Regions from separate parts of the Mus musculus genome. Here region 1 is linked to region 2. Evidence: chromatin contacts called from public HiChIP or PLAC-seq data. All regions are on one chromosome and are shown on one strand. Each heading gives the region's core, a stretch centred on a gene start, on an enhancer-like site or on the middle of the called end of the contact. The rest is flanking DNA. Distances are from core to core; before and after follow the strand shown. Region 1 overlaps Pigl (phosphatidylinositol glycan anchor biosynthesis, class L). Region 2 overlaps Specc1 (sperm antigen with calponin homology and coiled-coil domains 1).

Evidence for each region. HiChIP or PLAC-seq counts read pairs in DNA pulled down with a chosen protein or histone mark.
Region 1: an H3K4me3 HiChIP or PLAC-seq map of bone marrow-derived macrophages shows a contact between it and region 2, with 10 times the contacts expected there. The contact joins two enhancer-like sites. A contact is called at or near these places in 1 of 39 promoter capture datasets (cranial neural crest) and 3 of 115 datasets of contacts at active chromatin or transcription factors (bone marrow-derived macrophages, effector CD8 T cells and large pre-B cells).

The regions. Positions count from the first base shown.
Region 1 is chr11:62,465,028-62,470,123 of GRCm38.p6, forward strand. The region is part of intron 1 of Pigl (phosphatidylinositol glycan anchor biosynthesis, class L); the gene reads left to right. Among named protein-coding and RNA genes, the nearest start is that of Pigl, 9.1 kb to the left of the region's middle. Within about 2 kb of position 1,729, at least 105 of the 459 cell types and tissues checked have an H3K27ac peak or open chromatin away from gene starts, as enhancers often do. A contact at or near this core is called in bone marrow-derived macrophages, where this site is marked.
Region 2 is chr11:62,010,775-62,016,726 of GRCm38.p6, forward strand. The region is part of intron 1 of Specc1 (sperm antigen with calponin homology and coiled-coil domains 1); the gene reads left to right. Among named protein-coding and RNA genes, the nearest start is that of Gm39988, 37 kb to the right of the region's middle. Within about 2 kb of position 2,912, at least 29 of the 459 cell types and tissues checked have an H3K27ac peak or open chromatin away from gene starts, as enhancers often do. A contact at or near this core is called in bone marrow-derived macrophages, where this site is marked.

The sequences.
Region 1 (5,096 bases), core at 479-2,978, 450 kb after region 2:
GAAGTCTAAGCATCGCTGTGTAGGGTGGGCTTTGTGGTTGCTGTTTGTCCATCTCTGAAAGTGGAGGTTTTTGAAGGTTTTCTTTGTGTAGAGGTCCCTCATTTGTAGCTATGGTCCAAGCCTGGTTGCAGAACAATGTGTGCAGCTGCTACTTGCCCTGGATCTAATCCCTCGGGACTTGGGCTACTTTGTTTCCATTCTGCAAATGTTGCCCTAACTTTCTCCTCAGTCATATATTCTCAAATGTGATTGCCTCTGATCTCACCTGGTCAGCATTTCAGCAGACATCTGACTCACCGTATTTCCTAAAATAAAGCTTACTGAGTTATTTTAAATTCCTTTTTAGTCATTAACAACTCTTCACAGTGTTCCTTCTTAGAAACATTTAAACTCAGCCTAAAGGTGTAATCTAAGGCACATGTGATGGCCATAGCCCCAGTGCCTGGTAGGTATAGGTGGAAGGATGGAGTTCAAGGTTATCCTCTGACTTTGGGCCAACTTTGGTTACATAAGGCCTTATCTTCGAGTGGAACAGAGAGAGAAAATGACAGTTTAATGCTGTTTTTTCTAACCAAATACATTTGAAATTTCTTTTTATTAAAAAAATTCTCAAGTATTGATTGTATTCTGTTAAGAATGGAATAACTTGGGGATGGAAGGATGGCTCGTTGAGTAAGAGTGATTGCTGCTCTGGCAGAAGACCCGGGTTCAATCCCCAGCACCCACATGGTGGTTCACAACCGTAATTGCAGTTCCAGGGGATCATATGCTTTCATCTGACCTCCATGGATATCATGTAAGCACATGGTGCACATACGTGTTAGGCTAAAAACACACATATAAAATGAATACATCTAATAACTTTAGAAGAAAACTTTTTAAAGGGAATGGAATAAATTAGTAATATTTAAAAACATGAGAATATGATTTCAAGGGCTGGGAAGAGGGCTCAAGCATAAGAAGCTGAGCTCAGATCCCTAGCAGCCACATAGACCTTGGGCACTTATCTATATACCCAGCACTGCCCGATGGGGGAGAACAAGAAAATCCCATCCCTGGAGCTCATTGGCCGGCCAGCCTGGCCCATGGAGAGCTCCAGGTTCAGTGAGAAACCCTGTCCCCAAAAATAATTTTTGGGCTGTGGTGGATGGTACTCAGGAAGCAAAGACGGGATTTCTGAGTTCAAGGCCAGCCTGATCTAAGACCAAGTTCTAGGACAGCCAGAGCTATACAGAAAAACCCTGTCTTGAGAAACCAAAAGATAAAATAAAGTGGAGGATGATAAAGGAAGACAGTTAACATCAACCTCTGGCCTCCTCCTGCATGAACACAGGCATGTGCAACACATTACTGTCTAAATACAGAGACTATATCCCATGGCTTCTGCTGGGGAGACATGAATATTGACCCCAGACCAACACACCAAAGAAATGCTTCTTTCCAAGTCTAGGTGATGAGCCAGTGACCTTACAAAAGGTCCTTTTAGGAGCATAGGTGACTCCAAGACAGACACATCACCAGAAAGCCCCAACCCAGAAATGCTGACTATTTCCGGCCTTCTCCCTCCTAGATGCTGGGGGCTGGAGAGGGGCAGCATGACCACAAGACCACATGCAGCCAGAGATAGGAAGGAGTGGCTGAGTCTCAAGTGACAGTCTCAAGTCACTCCCTGCCTTCTGCAGGGCCTGTTAGAAGGGCCATTTCCTTTACCTCAGACCTAGTTATCGCTATTCTGCTTGTTTTGTTGCCATGACTAGATCTAGGTCACTACCTTAGTCTGCTCCATGATGGCCTACAGAGAGGCATGTCAGCCCCAAGAGGAAGTGGCTGCATCACAACATGATATGGTTACTATGTGATCACAGCAACCAGGAGTACAGAGCTTCCCAGTGACTAACAGAAGGAAATGCCCTGCCGTCTTCCCTTCATAAGCTCTTGTGCTGACGGGTTAACTGCAAGTTTATTAGAATTAAAGATTTCCTATGTGTATGAATATGTTTTCCTGCACACAAGTGTTCCACATGCATGCCTGATGCCTGAAGAGGTCAGAAGAGGGCATCAAATCCCCTGGAACTAGTTACAGGCAGTTATGAGGCACCATAAGGGTGCTGGAAACTAGATCCAAGTAATCTACAAGAGCAGTAAGTGTTCTTAACCCCTGAGCTGCCTCTCCAGCTTCTTATTAGGACTTTATACATTTGAAAAATGTATGTTTACTTACCTTTTCCTGATAACTACAGTTACCTTAGGAATTATATGCCAAATAACCCTGTACTCTGACCCTATTTTTTAACATTTATTTGTTTTGTGTTCATGTGTATGCATGTGTGTGTGTGTGTGTGTGTGTGTGTGTGTGTGTGTGTGTGTGTGTGTGTGTGTTATGGAGGTCAGAGAGCAGAAGTCAATTCTCCTTCCTCCATGTGGGGCCTAGGCTACAGCAGATATCTTTATCCATTAAGCCATCTCACAGGCCCTCAGCTCTATTTTAAAACTACACAGGGGGGCTGGAGAGATGGCTCAGTGGTTAAGAGCACTGACTGCTCTTACAGAGGTCCTGAGTTTCCTGAGTTCAATTCCCAGCATCCACATGGTAACTCACAACCATCTGTAATGGGATCTGATGCCCTCTTCTGGTGTGTCTGAAGACAGCTACAGTGTACTCATATTAAATAAATAAATAAATAAATAAATAAATAAATAAATAAATCGATCTTTAAAAAAAAAAAAGAACTTCACAGTGTAAAGCCCTGCCTACACCTTTAATCCCAGCATTTGAAAGGCAGAGGCAGGCAGATCTCTGTAAATTTGAGGCTAGCCTGATCTACAGAGTGAGTGAGCTCTAGAACAGCTAGAGCTGCACAGAGAAACTCTGTCTCAACAACAACAACAACAAAACAATAACAACAGAAAACAGTGTATAAGTGCGTGTAAAACTGTTATTGTTGGACTAGAGAGATGGCTCAGCGGTTAAGAGCACTGACTGCTCTTCCAGGATCCTAAGTTCAATTCCCAGGAAACAATCTGCTCACAACCATCTGTAAAGAGGATCTGATGCCCTCTTCTGGTGTGTCTGAAGACAGTGACAGTGTACTCTTAAAAAAAAAAATGTTATTGTTAAGTCAAGTGCATACTGGTAATCCAAGCGGTTAGGAGGTAAAAGCAAGAAGACCAAGAGATCAAGGACATCCTTGGCTGCAAAGGTAGTTCAAGTGCACCCTGGGCTACAGGATACATGAGACCTTATCTCAGAAAGACAGACAGACAGAAAGAGTGAGGAAGGGAAGAAGGGAGGGAGAGAAGAGAAGAGAAGAGAAGAGAAGAGAAGAGAAGAGAAGAGGAAGAGGAAGAGGAAGAGGAAGGGAAAAGGGAAGGAAAAGAAAATGATGGTGTTAGCTGGACCTGATGATACATGCCTAGAGTTCTAGCTACTTGGAGGGCTGAAAAAAGAGAGATTACTTGAAGCCAGGAGTTCAGGGCCAGTCTGGGCAACATAAGTAATACCTGTCTCAGAAAGAAATATTGGGCTGGTAAAATGGTCCAGCAGGTAAACACCAGTAACCAAGCCTGACACCTGAGTTTAGATCGCCAAGATCTAAATGGTGGAAGGAAATAACCAGCTCCCAAAAGTTTTCTTCAATACTCTGAATGCATGCTGCGACATGCATTCGTGCATGCATGACATGTGCGCGCACACATACACACACAAATATAAGTTTTTAAAGAGAATATTGCTGTCTTGCTGGTTATTTACTTACTCGGAGTGTTTGTTGTTTTGTTTTGCTTTGGTTTTGCTACTGAGCTACATCCCCAGCTGAGTTAGACCTGGGAAAGGTGATTTTCTTTTGTGTCGGTGCGGTAGGTGTGTGCTTGTTTGTTTTTGTGTTGCTACAAGGTCTCATCTAACCGGGGCTAGCCTCAAACTCACTGTGTAGCTGAAGATAACCCTAAGCTTCTTATCCTTCTGTCTTTACCTCCCAAGTCCTGGGTATTAACCCCAGGGAGTCATGCTTGCTAGCTAAGAACTCTAACCAACTGTGCCAGACTTGTAAGTGTAAAACCGGAAGGTTTGATTAAACGATGGAAAGCTATAAAAGAAATGGTAGTTGAAGAGGAGATCATTTCAGAGATCAAAGTGAGATTCTACAGTGACAAACATTACCTGTGAACCTTAAAGATTCAGGGGTAGGAAAACAAAATGCTAGCATCATTCCCGTGTCAGAAGTGTAGAATGGATGTGGCCAACTACAGGTCAGGCACCTTGAACTTAGGACTGGAAACACTTTATACCTTCACCTCAGTGAGCAGACACTGTTCTCATTCAGGCTCCGTGTTCCATCTAGGACACATATGCCTATGGTCATGAGAAAAAGACAGCTCCTTGGTGTGTTGGGCTTTGTTAATGACCACCTATGAGTTACAGGTCAAAGAAACTAACAACATTAGTATTTCTGTGAATAAAAATACAAATATAGTCCAACCTTTTGGAAATAGTGAAAAACGACACCACTTACAAGTATGGCCTGATTTAGATGTGTACTTGGGGGGGTCCCCCTTAAAAGATCCTTTACTATTGTTTCAGGGGCTGGAGAAATGGTTCAACGACTAAGAACATTTGCTTTTCTTTCAAAGGACCTGAGTTCTATTCTGGACCTGTGTCAGGTGACCGAAAACTACTGTAACTCCAGTTCATTGAAATCTAACACCCTCTTCAGGCATGGATTCACATGTATAAATACACACACACACACATACACACACACACACACACACATATTTTAAAAAAAAATTTTAGTAATGTTCTACCAAATTTAAAGGTATAATTTATATTTCATAATAACTCATAATTAGATTTTTTTAAAGAATTTTTTTAAGTTGTATTTATTTATTTTATGAGTACACTGTAGCTGTCTTCAGACACACCAGAAGAGGGCATCCAATCCCATTACAGATGGTTGTGAGCCACCATGTGGTTGCTGGGAATTGAACTCAGGACCTCTGGAAGAACAGTCAGTGCTCTTAACCTCTGAGCCATCTCTCCAGCCCCAATTTTTTTTAAGTTTTATCACATTTAATAATGTAGTGCATGTATGAATGTA
Region 2 (5,952 bases), core at 1,662-4,161:
TTGCTGGAGTGCTGCATGCTGGCGGCTTCCCTGCTCTGTCCCCATTCCCAGGCTTCATGTGGTGACTACCTACGGAGCTCAGTGGCCCCCTAGCGTCCCTTGTATTTTATCTCTCCATTTAAAAGCTGCCACCTGAGGTTCAAAATGAGCCTTTATCCAGTTTCTTAATCCGTTTCTTGCTGCTATAACAGAAAACACCAAGTACTTTATTCATAAAATAGCAGTTCTCAGCTCACAGTTTTGGAGGCCGAAGCACAAGATGTGCAGCCAGCCCACGCGTTCAGCCTGTGCCGAGGGCGGTCTAGCTAGGTGACAGCGTGGTAGATGGCCTCATGGAGGGAGCTCGTACAAGAGTGTTCTTTTTATAACCACCTATTCTTGCCTGAGCTGACAACAGTCCCACGAGTATTATGTTAATCATTTCTGAAAGGGGCACCTTCAACCACCTAGCCAGCTCCTGTCAGGTCCCACCTCTTTACATTTTTATCTTAAATGTCCTTCCTTCTTTCCTTCCTGCCTGCTGCCATCCTTTCTTCCTTCCTTCCTTTGGGTCTTTTGTTTTGTTTTGTTTTTGTTTTTGTTTTTTAGATAGGGTCTCACTTTTTAGCTTGGCAGGCTCAGAATTTGTCTGGTAGACCAGGTGGGCCTTGAACTCATATAAATCCACCTGCCTTTGTTTCCCTAGTGCTAAGATTAAAGCCCTTAGTTGCTGGCCAACCTTAATTCTGTAAAAACAAACAAAGAAACAAACAGCTATTGTATCAAGTCCCATCTGTGCTGCTTACACACTCCTGTGTGGGGCCACTCAGGGCTGCTCACTAGAGCATCATCAACCTAGCATAGGACTCCTCACCGAGGTGGGTTAAATATCCTTCCTGCTTCATCCTCGGATGCTGACTGGTTTGATCTTATGCAGGTCTGGTGCAGGCAGCCACAGCTACAGCCACCATGAACTCAGGAGTACAGAGGTCCTGTCCCACCTAGAAGATGCTGCCCTTCTTGCCCCCCGCCCCCAGTCTTGCTCGGGCTCTTAAAGTCTTCCCAGCCCCTCTTTGTGGTGATCCCATTTGTGGATGAGCACCTCCCTGACATTCACTCTCTACACTTTGATCAGTTGTGAGCTTCTGCCTTAACCATGATCCACAGCACAGAGAGACTTCTCGCTAATATGGAGATATAAATTTGGAGGGTAGTTTGATACTGTGACCATTGAGCCAAATGACTTAGTAGATTTACCGCCAGCAGGTCCTGCTGCAGCAGTGCCATCACACTGGGGACAAAGCTTCTAGCATACAGATCTTTGGAGGACACGTGTAGACTATAGCACCTAGTTAAATACCTAGCAGACATCAATACCTAGTCTGCACCAGGCAGCATCATGCCTGGGGAGATAAGGAGGTCTTGGGCATGATGACGAAGGGACACAAACACACTGAAGAGTCTCATCGGCTACTGTGTCACTATGACATCACCCGGAGGGTGCCGGGGGGAAGAGTTACAGAGGAGGGACGTGAAGTTGTGGCTATTCTGGGAAGCACCTGTGGAGTGTCTGCATCTTTTTTTTTTAATTAGGTATTTAGCTCATTTACATTTCCAATGCTATACCAAAAGTCCCCCATACCCACCCACCCCCACTCCCCTACCCACCCACTTCCCCTTTTTGGCCCTGGCGTTCCCCTGTACTGGGGCATATAAATTTTGTGTGTCCAATGGGCCTCTCTTTCCAGTGATGGCCGACTAGGCCATCTTTTGATACATATGCAGCTAGAGTCAAGAGCTCCGGGGTACTGGTTAGTTCATAATGTTGTTTCACCTATAGGGTTGCAGATCCCTTTAGCTCCTTGGGTACTTTCTCTAGTGTCTGCATCTTTACTGGGGATTTTCCGACATGCAGCCCCCTCACCTCAAGCTAATCTCACCTCTCTAGTTCTTTTTTTCATCTTTTCTTTGACAGGACTACAGACCTTAGTTATAATTCCTCTTCTCACGGTTGTTGCCACTGCCAGCCACCAAGACTTCTGCAATTTCCCCAAAGCTTACGTTCTTAACAGACAGATGGAAACACCAAATTAAGGTGTGAGAAACAAGGAAAGTGAAATGAAGCCAAATGTAACAATTAAAATTTAAAACGCCCTGTTGGGAAGGCTAAAGGCGGGGTGGGTTCGGTCACAGAGAATGCTGTTTATAAGGAGGAAGGAAATGTATTAGGCTGAGACATTAACTGTGCTGCCGGAGGGATGGCAGAAAGAGACAGGAGGACATCTATTAATTCTGAGAGTGCACAAGGTAAGCCAGCAATGCATCACGACTTGGGGAACAGGGGTTCCCCTGAGGCAGGTCTGTGTGGAAGTCATACCTGGTTGCTGCAGTAACAACCTCCTCATGAGAACTGGGAGGCCTGAAATAGCCAGGTCTGCTTCAGAAAAAAAGATGAGTAGCCTTTTCCATCTCCCCTACGGGGAAGTAGAGGTAGGGTGGGAGAGAAAGGGGACATTAAAGGTAGGACCTTGAGAGATGCTTTTAGGTTGTAAGTGTCCACTGAGCCCGGCATTGTAAGGACCTCTGGGGTACTCAGGCTCCCAAGGCACTGTGGACAGTGTCCTTTTCTGATGGCTTCCTATGCTACTGGAACCCCTGCATGGGGAGACACTGAACCTTCCTGTGCTGCTGAGTGCTTTGATGGTCTCGTGGACCCTCTGTGAGGAGGGCTGTGTCCCTCTGGCAGGACCAGGGCAGATGATGTGTGAGCATGGCCTCCTAGGTCCACCTGAAGCACTGAGCACCACCTGCTTGCTTCCCATCTCCTGCTGTGGTGTCTCCTTCTCTGATGCTGCTGTTCCCCCCTACCATAGGCAACGTCACCCAGAACCTTTCCCTCTTGTCTTGGGCGTATCCCTTCTTGGGTAAGCTCTTCCCTTTTTTGACAGTCTGTATTTTCTGTTCCCTATATTGGACCCTGAACCCAGGTGGGAAGGGTGGGACTGGACTTGCCCATCCTTGTGCCCTGATGCCTGCCATAGTGCCTGAGGTACACACAGTAGTCCCAGAATGCTTGCTAGACAGGTGAAAGAATAAAGCCATTCAGCTGTTGTGTTCCTTTCATCTCCCATTGTAGCAGGCAGAGGCAGGAGAATCTCTGTGACTTTGAGGCTAACCTGGTTTACAGAGTGAGTTCCAGGACAGCCAAAGAGACCCTGTTTTCAAACAAACAAACAAACAAGCAAACAAACAAACAGTACCCCAAACCAGATATTTGTTGTTGAAGGGCTTATTTATATTTTCTTGAAGTGTGCATATTGCTGTTGTGTTGTGTCTCTTATTTCTTTGGTTGAATCTCATGAGTTCTTTGCAAAATGCCTTCCAGGTTCGTGTTCTGTGGCTATTAGTTTCTTAGCAGCATCTTTTGAAGAGCAGAAGTTTATATTTGATAAATTCCAATCTATAAGGAGTCTTGTTTTAGATTTTTGTTTTTGTTTTTTGTTTGTTTGTGGGGTTATGTTATTGTTTGTTTTGTTTTGGGTGTTTTGTTTTGATTTTTTTTGGTATTTTGAAACAGGGTCTTATATAGCCCAGGCTGACTTCACTGTGTGGTCAATGTAACTTTGGACTCCTGGGCACTGGGAGGGTCCTAGATTTTATTCTTCCAATCATGCATTTGGCCTCATACCGAAGAACTTGTACATAAAATCTTTGTCTAACTCATGGTCACAGAGACTTCATCCTGCTCTCTCAGATTCTTTCTGGTCTTAGATTTCAAGTTTCAGTCTGTGGTTCACCTTTAAAATGTATTGTGGTGCCGAAGCTGGCCTCAGAAGACTGATCACCAATGAGTCTGTCTCTCTCCAGGGCCTCTGGGCTGTGGTGGGGACTTTCCTGAGGTAAACAGGAGTTTGGGCACAGGGTACTGTTAGGACCTGTTGTCTAAGGACGGTTCCCCAGAGAAGGGAGTTAGGAAGAAAGGATGCGGGAAGGGAAGCCTGTTGTTCTAGGGTCTAAGTGGAGTCTGGGTGATGGTTTCCCTGCAATGGATGTGCCTGGGGGCGGGGGTCTGTGTGCCAAGAGGCTGGCAGGAGTGGACAGAAGAGAGCCAGGGCAACATATAGAACACTTAGTATCTTCTACTCTGAAGTAAAGAGCTGGTGGCTTTAGGACAGACCCATGCCCTGCTCATGGACAGTCAGATGAAATTGATTCTTCATCACAAGCCTGCCCTTAGGAAACAGGACTGTACTATAACTGTTTATATCCCACCGCTCTAGGGGCAGATGCTGTACTCACTGTCCCCATAAAATTACTTTTGAGGATGGTGCAGGGAGTGGGTTACAACCAGGTAATCTGGGAGCAGTAGAAAGAATCATCGCTCAGTGCGTGGGTTTTATATGTATTTAAAACACAACCTGAGACGCATTTGAGATGGGGCATAATGCAGGTTGCTGAATACGTTACCCTGCAAAGCACAGCAGTCGCTTTCATTAGCCAGCTGGCGCTCCGGGAAGATCGCTAAAGCCTGTGGGTTAGGCAAAAAGGAGTTCAGGAATGTGAGAACAAAAAAGAAATAGCTGTGTCGCCGATTTCAGTTTAATCCGGCAACAATAAAGAAATCCAGGACTCCCCATGTTCTGAGAAGGGACAGCCACCCACAGCCCTATGCGTGTGTGAGGGCTGGACTTTCACTGTTCACCAGGGAATGGTGGGTATCCTTGACACTCAGGACACCATGGTGACAATGTAGCTGTAATGTAAATGAGGTCCCAGGGTTCTCCATGTCTTTGGAGGCTCCTGTTAAATTCTGCCTTCCCTGGCTGTTCAAGGTGGATCCCAGGAGTGATGGTAAGTACTACACAGACTCCACATGGCTTTTGTTCCCAGCCGGCACACTTCCTGGGGTAGCTGAGGTCCCTGCTGTATACAGCTCTGCAGGCACTCCACAGCTTTGGGGACCACGATGGGAGCCAACCCCAGGTGGGCTACCTCCATCCTTGGATAGTGAGACTATTACCACCATGGTCCTTTGTAGCTTCAAGGTATTGGAGCCAAGTTGTTAAGGAATCCCAGAAGGCATGGGGAGCATGCTGGGAGAAGGTTGGCTTTCCTGAGGAAATAGCTCTTTAGTGTCTTGCAACCCAGTTCCTACCTCCCTTTCTAACCCTAGATTGAGGAAGCCTTGCAGCCTCGCAGATGGACAGACAGACTCCCTGACACCTGGACCACAGCATCCCTTGTGGTGGGAGTTCAACCGAGACCTTCTATGCTTAGCTTTTCAATCTTATAGGACCTTGGGTTGTTTTACCAAGTACGGAAATGCTGTTGAAGATTCATCTCTACCTGATAGGAGACCTTCATGAATGTCTTGGAGTCTGTAGGACTCTGAAGGCATCATATCCAAGAAATGGCCATCCTGGAGCAGGAGGCAAGAGGAGCCAAAGACTAGTCTTGTTCTTTCTCTGGCAGTTCTGAGTTTTACCGTGCTTAACATTTACCCTATTCTCTTGCATATCTTCTCCTTATATACCTACTATTGCATGAGTTTGCATGCATGAATACACACACGCAGAGTCAGCAATCAGATTAGCTCGGGCCTTTGTTCAGTGAAACCCCTGCATTTGATGTATGATAAGGACGAGTGGTGAGGTCAGCAGAACTGAGCATGTACCTTCAGGGAGAAGAGAGGAAATCATGGTTAAAATATCATAATAAGTGAGCCATTGGGGGATGTCTCATCATGTGACCTGTGAAGCTTATATTGGTGTTGTATGTTCCCTCCATGATGACAAGTTGACACCAGCTCTCTGAATCTGAAGGGGTTGTAGCTGAGGATAGTGGCTCACACCTATAGTCTCAGCATTCCAGAGGCAAAGGACCCCCCTCATTTATCTATCTATCTATCTATCTATCTATCTATCTATCTATCTATCTATCTATCTATCTATCTCTATCAATCATCTGTCTGTC